2 separate regions of the Mus musculus genome follow, and region 2 is linked to region 1. Evidence: chromatin contacts called from public Hi-C data. All regions are on one chromosome and are shown on one strand. The core of a region is the stretch at or near the end of the contact, and the rest is flanking DNA. Distances in the headings are between cores, read along the strand shown. Region 1 overlaps Ttc23l (tetratricopeptide repeat domain 23-like). Region 2 has its middle 36 kb from the start of C1qtnf3.

The links. Hi-C and Micro-C count contacts between places; a contact is called where the count stands out from the background.
Region 2: a Hi-C map of embryonic stem cells shows a contact between it and region 1, with 3 times the contacts expected there. The contact joins two enhancer-like sites. A contact is called at or near these places in 9 of 15 datasets of contacts at CTCF or cohesin (CD8 T cells, the NIH/3T3 cell line, embryonic stem cells and 4 more), 132 of 484 Hi-C or Micro-C datasets (the 3T3-L1 cell line, 3T3-L1-derived adipocytes, the AML12 cell line and 74 more), 9 of 115 datasets of contacts at active chromatin or transcription factors (astrocytes, bone marrow-derived dendritic cells, embryonic stem cells and 1 more) and 1 of 9 other capture datasets (embryonic stem cells).

Annotation. Positions count from the first base shown.
Region 1 is chr15:10,503,945-10,508,911 of GRCm38.p6, forward strand. All of the region lies in intron 11 of Ttc23l (tetratricopeptide repeat domain 23-like), which reads right to left. Among named protein-coding and RNA genes, the nearest start is that of Rad1, 20 kb to the left of the region's middle. Within about 2 kb of position 2,362, at least 19 of the 459 cell types and tissues checked have an H3K27ac peak or open chromatin away from gene starts, as enhancers often do.
Region 2 is chr15:10,914,284-10,918,867 of GRCm38.p6, forward strand. It overlaps the pseudogene Gm29742. Among named protein-coding and RNA genes, the nearest start is that of C1qtnf3, 36 kb to the right of the region's middle. Within about 2 kb of position 2,083, at least 9 of the 459 cell types and tissues checked have an H3K27ac peak or open chromatin away from gene starts, as enhancers often do.

The sequences.
Region 1 (4,967 bases), core at 1,112-3,611:
CCAGAGATAATACTATTATCTTTAGTAATCACATATTTTTAAAAACCAATAGGGGTTTTTTTTCTTTCTCCTTCCAATATATCTGAGGTATTCTCTGTGACTCTCCAAAGCTACAACTCATGGTTTTGAATGACCATGTTGTAACATACAGCACTCTTTCTTCTGGTTGGCATTTGAGTTCGTCTACCATATTTTTTCTTATTAGAAACAAATTGTTAAGGAAGGTAAAGACAGACATGCACATAATTTGTGTACAGATCTCAAAGGATGGATTCTGAACCATTTTTCAGAGTCATGGGACACATACATTTAAATGTTTTACTAACCATTTTCCCTTCAAAATACCAACAAAAGGTAGTATAACAACCAATCATATCAACAAAATACGAAGAGGGCGGACTCTGCAACCTTTTTCACAAAAATGGACTTATAGTTACAGTCTTCATTATCACAAATTCTCGGCTAACACTTGGATTTGTTAATGCTGCATGAGACTGGAAATTGTCGGCTCACTGGTTGTTTACAGTTCCTTAATGTTTCATTGCAATAGGGTAATTACTGTTTTCTGGAAAGTTTCTCCTCCGCTGGCTTCTTTTCTGTTTTTTTCTAAGGTCTCTTTGAGTCTCCATCTAATAATACAATGATAATGGTTGTTGTTGTTGCTAATATTACTGTTGCTACTACTACTATTAACTACTACTACTAACTACTACTATTACTACTACTACTAACTACTACTACTATTAACAACTACTACTGTATTAACTACTACTATTACTATTACTACTACTACCTACTACAATTAACTACTGCCACTACTACTACTACTGCTGCTACTAACTACTGCTGGTACAACTAACCACCATTACCACCACCACCCCTACTACAATTCATGAAAGCTGTGTTTCTGACATATATTAAATGCTTAGATAGAGCATTCTTATTATTGTTTAGAGATAGAGTAAGCTGGGAATTCTCACTACATTTGTACCCCAGTACTCAGCTACTAAATCAGGCTATAATCTCTCCCAAATAAGCATGAATTATCTCCAAAACTCTTTCCAAGTCTCATTGTTTCATATACACACATTCTGTAGATTGTTTTATCCTTCTCATGGGCTTCGGAAGGAATATTTCTCCTGAGTCCTTGCTCCAAACAGCCAACAGCTTACTAGATATTGCCAAATGGGTGTACAGGGAGTACCTCAAACACAGCACAGGCAACGTGGAAATCATTATCTCCCTAAGTCTTATGTATCTCTCCTCCAGGATGGTCTCCTCTGCCAGCACTGCCCATTACATATTTATCTCGTTTTCAGGCCGGGGACTTCAAAGCCAACTTGAGTCTTGCCACTGACATACTTCACATCTAATTGGTTTCAACTCAGATGGCAGAATGTTTCTCAATATATCGTCAATACATTCCTTTCTTATAGCTTAGGTACTTAGGGGTCTCAGCATCCTTCTCTTAGGCTATTGGATCTGCCTGCCAGTGTGCTCCTTACTTCTCCCTACTTGTCTTTCACATCCATTGCTATTGAAGTTCATGTCTGAAAGCTGATAACTGTTATCATATCCTGTTCGAAGTTCTTCCATAGCTGCCTTCTGTATAAGTCTGAACACGTAGTATAGTTTATGAAAACCCCATGGTATGGCCCAAATATTTCACCTCAAGTTTATCCACAGCTTGCTATTATCTATGAACCTTAAAGTGTAACAACTCACGACAGCAGTTTCTTCACAACAGTGCTTACCGAGGAACACCCACTCTGGCTTCTTTTCTATCTGTGGTTTCAGTCATCTATCTATGTTTGAAGATACCCTACCCTTCCTGCATGCCGTTTACACTCACAGTTTTGGCTTCACAACGTATTCCCTATCGTTTTTTATTTATAATTCTATTAAAACATACTACAGAGTAGTTTCAAACTGGTTCTGTGTATATTTTCTCCAAAAGGAACGTCTCTTGGACACATTGAGTATTTCTTGTTCTTTAGGAGCTTGACCTACGAACGATTAACCTGAAGTGCATCTGTGACTCAGGTAGAAACTTAACAACTTCCAAGTTTATTTACAAATCAGAAGTTCTCTCTGTCTTTTCTAACCACTGAGATCTTAAGCGGTGCCCTTGCAACTGTTGTTTTGCTCTGGAATTAACTCCTGCCCCAAGCAGCCCGTTCTGCTCTGACTTCTTTGCAGAGCCTCCATAGGACACGACTTCAGGCTGCTGGCTATGGCAGTCCAGTGTGGATTTCACTGAGTTCCCGGAAGGAGGTGTCACAAAGCACACGAGAGCACACTGGGACACGAGCGGGGTCCCAGGACATCTGGGACTGATTGTTCCAGTGCGATGCTGAAGCCGAGAGAGCAACTCCTGCCCTGCTTTTGGCCATCTGGGCTTTGGCAACTGCCCCATGGCTTTGCTCAGCAGTTCTTGGGAAATGAGATACGGGCTTGTTTCACAGAAAGAAAAACGTTTATTGACGCAATATCTACTACAGCAGAGGACTTCAAAAGACTCTTCTTTTCCCCTTATATGGGCTCTAGCTAGGTCTATATCTCATTGTCTTAGCAGAAAGAGAGCAATTAGAGACTTACAGTAAAATCCCAGCAGCCTTGCCTCTTCCTGGACAAATTAATGCTAGAAACTCAGTTTTCAGTGTCTCCACATGTAAAATGGGTTCTGGAGTACAGCCTGCTGAAGAGGCCTCTCTATATGCGGATGGAAACCCTTCAAAGCCAGGTTCTTTACATAGTGAAAGAGTAGGAACCTGAAATCTCATCAGCTTAAGTTCAAGCATGTAAAGAAACAGACTGCCTGGCGTCTGCATTGGCTTCCACAAATGTCCCCTAGTTTCTCCTCGTTTCACGGCACTGGTCACCTTGAGGCTACTGAGAAAACATATTCACTCCATTTATCTTGCATTCTTCCTTTTGGAAAGTTAGAGATACATTTTATTAACTCTTGGAGTATACATGATGTTTTGGCCATCTTATCTCTTACCCCTTCTCCTCCTAATCCACCTCTCGTCTTACCCACCTGGCTAACTTTGCATTCTCCATTTTTTAAAGCATTAGAGTCCTGCTAATGGCTACGTAATTTTACATGTATGTCTTTAATTTGTACAGATCATGCATGCTGTCCTAATTCATATGTACAGCTGCTGTAGACAGAGGACACGGTTGCCCTGTAGTCATCCAACCATCCCTGCCCCTTACAGTCTTTCTGCTCCCTCTTCTACAATGGTTCCTAAGCCCTGGGAAAAAGGGAGCATGTGTGGATGTCTCCTTTAGCTGCGCGCCGAGCAGTCACTTACTCAAAAAGGACAAATGGTTTACTCAGGTTCATGTGTTGCCCAAGTGTAAAGTGGGAATATTCCTTACCTTATTCTTAATAGAAAACACTAATATGGCCATATATATGACTCGTTTAAACATTACAGTTCATTATGTCTACCTTTCAGAAAAAGAATCACTATCATTATTGACATGTTATTATGATGTTGACAATAAGTGAACATTTAAGATTTAAGGCTTTCCTGAACCCAACAACTATATATGTTCTCATTAATTAATGCAGAGATGAGAGGGAAGCGTGGTTATTATAGTGTTGCATAACTGCAGGCTAAGGACATTAAGTATGAAAGAGATCTGAGAGTTGGAGTCTTGAGTTGTGAATCTGATTTTAGCATAGAAGCTAGACTTCTGCCTTCAGAAGCCACACTCTAACATTAGACAGACCTGTGGTAGATTCCAGCTTTGCCTCTTCCTGGGCAAACTTGATGATCTTTTGAAAAAACAAAATACCCAAATATTCTAAGCTTCGGGTTTTTTGTTTTTTTTTGTTTTTTGGTGGTGGTGGTAGTTTTTTTGTTTGTTTGTTTGTTTTGTTTTGTTTTGTTTTTGTTTGTTTTTGAGACAGGGTTTCTCTGTGCATCCCTGGCGGTCCTGGAAATTCACTCTGTAAACCAGGCTGGCCTCAAACTCAGAAATCTGCCTGCCCCTGCCTCCCAAGTGCTGGGATTAAAGGTGTATGCCACCACTGCCTGGCTTAAGCTTCAGTTTTATCCTGAGAGAAAAACATACCTACCAACTGTGGTTTATGAGTCAAAAATAGCATCTGTTGGAGAAATGAAAGATCAATATTCTCGTTTGTCATATTCTTTCTGTTTTGATTTTTACTTTTATTCATGCACACTTGCAAGTGGGGAGCTTCCGTGAGGCTGGTCCTCTATATCCCTAGCCTGAATGTCATGGAAGGGGCTAAGAACCCAGTTCTCTGGATGATGGTGAGTAGGCAATAGCTTTCTTCAGCACCCATCTCACGTGTGGCTTGCTAAGCCTGGTGTGGGTAGAACGGGCTGCGACTGCTCCTGGAGCTCATCTCTGCCTAACCTGGTTGCGTCTGCTGAGAATGGGCTGATTAGGAATCACGTCTGGTGAATGAAATCAGAATCCTAACCTCACACAATAGTGAACCCTCTTTGTTAGAGAACTCTCTTTGAAAATCATACAGCCTCTAGGGTCATATTTACTCGGGGTTCAAATCTTGAAGACTGTGGATTACAGAGACTCTTCAGAAGCTCCGTCCTTGTTCTGTCAAATGAGAGCTCCATCTTGGGCAATTGTGGGAGTTTAAATGAAACCCTTTCTAAGCAGGGCCTAGCTCAGTTGGAGGTTTTAGTAAACACAGCAGGTCTCTGCCAACCATTTAAGATTTAAGATTTAAGATTTAAGGTCTTTGCCTTAAATCTAAGCATCAGCCAGGCGTGGTGGCGCACGCCTTTAATCCCAGCACTCGGGAGGCAGAGGCAGGCGAATTTCTGAGTTCGAGGCCAGCCTGGTCTACAGAGTGAATTTCCAGGACAGCCAGGGCTACACAGAGAAACCCTGTCTTGAAAAAAACAAAAACAAAAAAACAAACAAGCAAACAAAAATCTAAGCATCAAAAGCGAATCTGAACATAC
Region 2 (4,584 bases), core at 833-3,332, 410 kb after region 1:
TTTTGAGATTGTAAGCTCCTATAGGTCAGGGTTGGTATATGTGTCAGGGTACATTCTCTCACATGAACTGAAGTGTAGTTGCACCTTAGGGACGTGTAGTTGACTCTAGGGAATTTGCACTGCTACCAGTTTGCTCGGCAGAGTTGACATTCCCCTCATTGATAAACTATGCCACAAGGTATCAACAGAAATGTGTATCTAGAAAGACACCTACAAAGGAAGGTATTTTCTAGTAAAAAGAGAGGTTATTATTTTGAAATTGCATGGAAAATGGCTTTGTAGAGGCATACCATATCCATTAGTTACAGGTTCATTAGTGTGGTAAGATGTCTATTTAACAGTCATGAATCTGTATTTCTCTTTTGTAGAAATAGTGAGTAGTGCTTTACTGCTTTTGTTTTGTTTTGTTTTGTTTTGTTTTGTTTAGGGCAGATTTAAAATAAGTGTGGCTTGAAAATTCTCCCTGTTCTCAATGCACAAACCCATTAAGAACAGTATTTGAGAGAAGAGGGAGGGGATGTATTCAAGCTGGGTCTTAGGATTCTATTAAATAAGAGGTCTCAGATGAGTGTTGAAGATGGGAAAATAACACAGAGGAACAGACCCTGTGAGGCATCAGAGGCAAATGTCCTTGATGCTTGGGGTCCCAGGCTCACCGATGGTATGAGTTCCAAACATATCACTATAGCTAAGGGCTAGGAAGAGTCACAAAAGAGGAAACAACTCTCTAGATGGTGGACACCATACAGGAGGAGCTGCAGTGGGCAAGTAAGCTTCCTGGAGACAGCCCACTTCTTTGCATGGCTGCAATAAATGTATTCTGAAAAGGCACAGCCCCAGGGATTTCATCCCAGGATTGCTTCTTGCTGTTGATGTGCCTTCTCATACTTGTCCTGGCTGAATTCCTCATTTTTCTGACATGGTGTGATTAGGCAAAAAAAGACCCTTTCTGCCTATAGTTTGTCATAATTGCTTCCTGGATGTTAGCCGATTCTGTTGGGCAAATTTCCTTTAGATCAACATGAAGATGAACTTTCATGAAATGATGCTGTTTAGATGAATTGATGGTTTTATAATTCCTGGTAATGATTTTACAGAATACCTGATTTGATTCAAATAAGATTAAGAAGTTAAGAATTTAAGATAGTTGATAGAAAGTTTAAAGTTAGAATAAAAAATTATAATGTTTCTCTTCCTGCGAAATAATAAAGGTTGCCTAGGTTGGGAAAGGAGTACAGTAAGCTGTCTTGTGTTACAAGGATGTAAATTGCACTAGGAAGAAAAATAGAATTGGAAAAAAAATAAATGATTGAGGAAAACATTCATTCTAGGTTAGGTCCAGATGAGGCCACAGACCTTGGTGTACACCATGGTAAGGCCATGAACAGGGAGTGGGTAATTCTATTATGAATGGAAGAATAGAAAATGGATGATTAGCTAGACTTCAAAAATAAGACATAAGACAAGTGGCATGTTTCTTGGCAAAAGCTTTGTTTAAAATAATATTGCTTTGAACTTGTACTGAACATGTGGAATAAAAGGCAGATAAAACTGCTGCTTTGAACTTATAATGAACTTGTAGAATAAGAGATGGATGAAAATATCTAGTTAGGTATACATATTAGTAGAAAAACATGTAATCAATAATCCTGCTGTAACTCCCTCTTGTGTAACAATTTTATCTGTTTTTTAATGAGATGACTTTTCTTATGTAGAGAACTGACTTAGGGGGCAGAAAAAGGCTAAGAGAAAAAATTAAGTTGTTAGAGCTTTTTTGCTGGAGTTTTGCTCTATCCACCAACTCTGTATACATAGATGTATGTAAAATAGATAGGGATTTTTTTTTACCAATGTGTAAATGTATGTCTATCTGCCTGCCTATCTGTCTGTCTGTCTGTCTGTCTGTCTACATGTGTATGTGTGAAGTTGTTGGCACTTACTTGTTGGCACCTGATTTGCTTCATCCACTAAGTTTGTATGTATGAGTGTGTGAATTTTCTCTTTTCTTTCTTTCTCACCAGCCCTCAAAGGGTTTAGAGTTCAGAGTTTCTTGCTAGTCACAGAGAGTGCTGACCCTATAAATTGCCTCCTGTCATCAGCACGGGGTTCATTGGTTAATGTCAGCACCAGCCCCAATCGCTGACTCTACACTTGGTTTTCTTCACTTTAACATTCAGTGTCAGAGCTGGCCTTTAACACTTAGTGGTCCTAGGGAAGGCAGATGTATGGTGCCAAAGAGCCCTCAGTGGCTGGAAGAACCCCAAAGTTTGGTATACTGCCTTCTCCCATGGTGCAGTGGAAGAGGAGCTGCCCCAAGAATGATTTTTGAGGTTTAATTTTCCATGGATATTGAATAAACAGAATAAATTGATTTGTAGAAAATGAGGGCATTAGTATTTCTCATACCCAGAGTTTAGGGACAGAGGCTTATTTCTATTGTTACATTTCCCCTGGCAATTTGGAATGAGGGCTTGGAGACTAAAGTTCAAGAACCTACTTCAAAATCAGGAGATGGAAGGATTTGTTCTTGGCAGAATACCAAGACAAAAGTTCTGTGTCCTCCAAAACAGATGGTTGGCTATGAAGGGGAATCTGCTGAACCAGGGGAGGCCACCAGGAAAGGAATGCAGTAGATTAAGTCTTTGTTCTTTGTCTAAGAATTCTGTGTAATAGCTAAAATTGAGATGTTGGAGGACACCAGAGAGAAAGGGTTGAACTCTCAGGATTAATATTCATTTCATAACGATTCTTACCTGGAAATTACAGGCATGGGATTGAGTAGTTGCTTAATATTGTGATGACTCGAGGGCTTTGTATTTCTTGACACCTCATAGTGCTACTGATCTTTGTCTAATAGCTTTTGAGCTCTTGTGGGACTAAGAGACAATACAATTGCAACATTCCTCCATTGTTCCAGGTCAGAAAGCCTAGCTCTTACTTTTCACCTCATTTATGTACGGTAGAATCCTACTCATCTGCGCTAGATTATGGACTATAACCATAACTGAAATGGTGGCATTTATTATGCAGCTGTGAATTATCGTGTTAAGTTGTTACCTTCAGGATGTCTTAAATTCTTTCTTGAGCTTGCCTTCTAGCTGGAGTCCAGGCTGTGCCCAGCCTAAGGCCAACATGAGGTCCTGGCAGCAATGCCAGGGCTGGGTGGAACACTTACATGGACAGTCTCTTGGCAGACCTTTAGCCATCGTTGGCTACAAGGACTCACCTTCGATCTGGGCTGCTGTCCCCAGGAAGACTTTCATTAGCATTAAGCCAGTTGAGGTTGGTGTTTTGGTAGGCAATGGCCAGTCAAGATTTTTCATAAATGGGCTGACACCTGGGGCCCAGAAATGTTCTGTGATGTGGTATTCACTGCTGCAGGATGGGAAATTTAAAAAGGATCTTTGTACCAAGAACATGGAGGAGAACCTACCTTCAATGTCACTCTCACCATGACTACCAAGACACTGATACTGCTAATGGGCAAAAAGGTTTTCATGGTGGTTTGATCAACAAAACATGTTACGGAATGGCCTCCCTGTACTGACTGACCCCATCTGTCCCCTCTCCCATCTGTCCCCTCTCCCATCTGTCCCCTCTCCCATCTGTCCCCTCTCCCATCTGTCCCCTCTCCCATCTGTCCCCTCTCCCATCTGTCCCCTCTCCCATCTGTCCCCTCTCCCATCGCTCCATTCAGCTTTTGCACCCCTTCTTTTCACACACACCCCCCCCATATACAAAAAGCCATTTTCGTTTGGGTCATTACCTCATATTCCTTATTGCTGCAAAAACCACATGGGATTTTCAGGGCTGGGAGTTGGGGCTGGACAAACAGATACCTCCCCTTACCCCTTTCTGTGTGTGTTTGGAGAAAACATATTTTTTTCTGAATAAAAAAAATATTCTGCTAACACCACCACCACCAACAACAACAAAATGATTGAATGAATGAATGAATGAATGACTTTTCTTGATAAGCTTACAGCACTCCATGGATGTAGTAAAGCTCAACTTCTGAAGTATCACCTGCTGCCCTTTGTATGGCTGGGCAAATGGGTTCTGTTGCATGGCATTTGAGTAGCTTGGGAGATAGCACTAAGGCAGCCTTCTGTTTATGGTGCCTTTGCTTTCTTACTCTGCTGCCAGGGCCAGTCCTGAACACATGGTCCTTTCCACACCACCTCTGAGTGCTGAGATCACAGCTGTGCTGGTTAGGTTTTGTCAACTTGATACAAACCTAGACATACTTGAGAAAAGGGAATTCCACTTGATGACTCCCTTAAATTGACCTGTCTGTCCGTATGCTTGTGCAGATTTTCTTGATTACTAATTAATGAGGGAGGACTAAGCCCACTGTGGGCATTGTCATCTCTGGGCAGGTGGTCCAGGTTGTATAAGAAAGCAAGTTTGGTAAACAACAAAGGGCAAGTCTGTAAACAGTGCTCCCCAATGGTGTTTGCTTCAGTTCCTGCCTCCAGGTTCCTGGCTTGAACCCCTGTCCTGACTTCCTTTGATAATGGATGGTGATGTGGAAATAAATGTGAGCCCAAAACTCCTCCCCAGAGCTGCTTTTGGTCACATTAT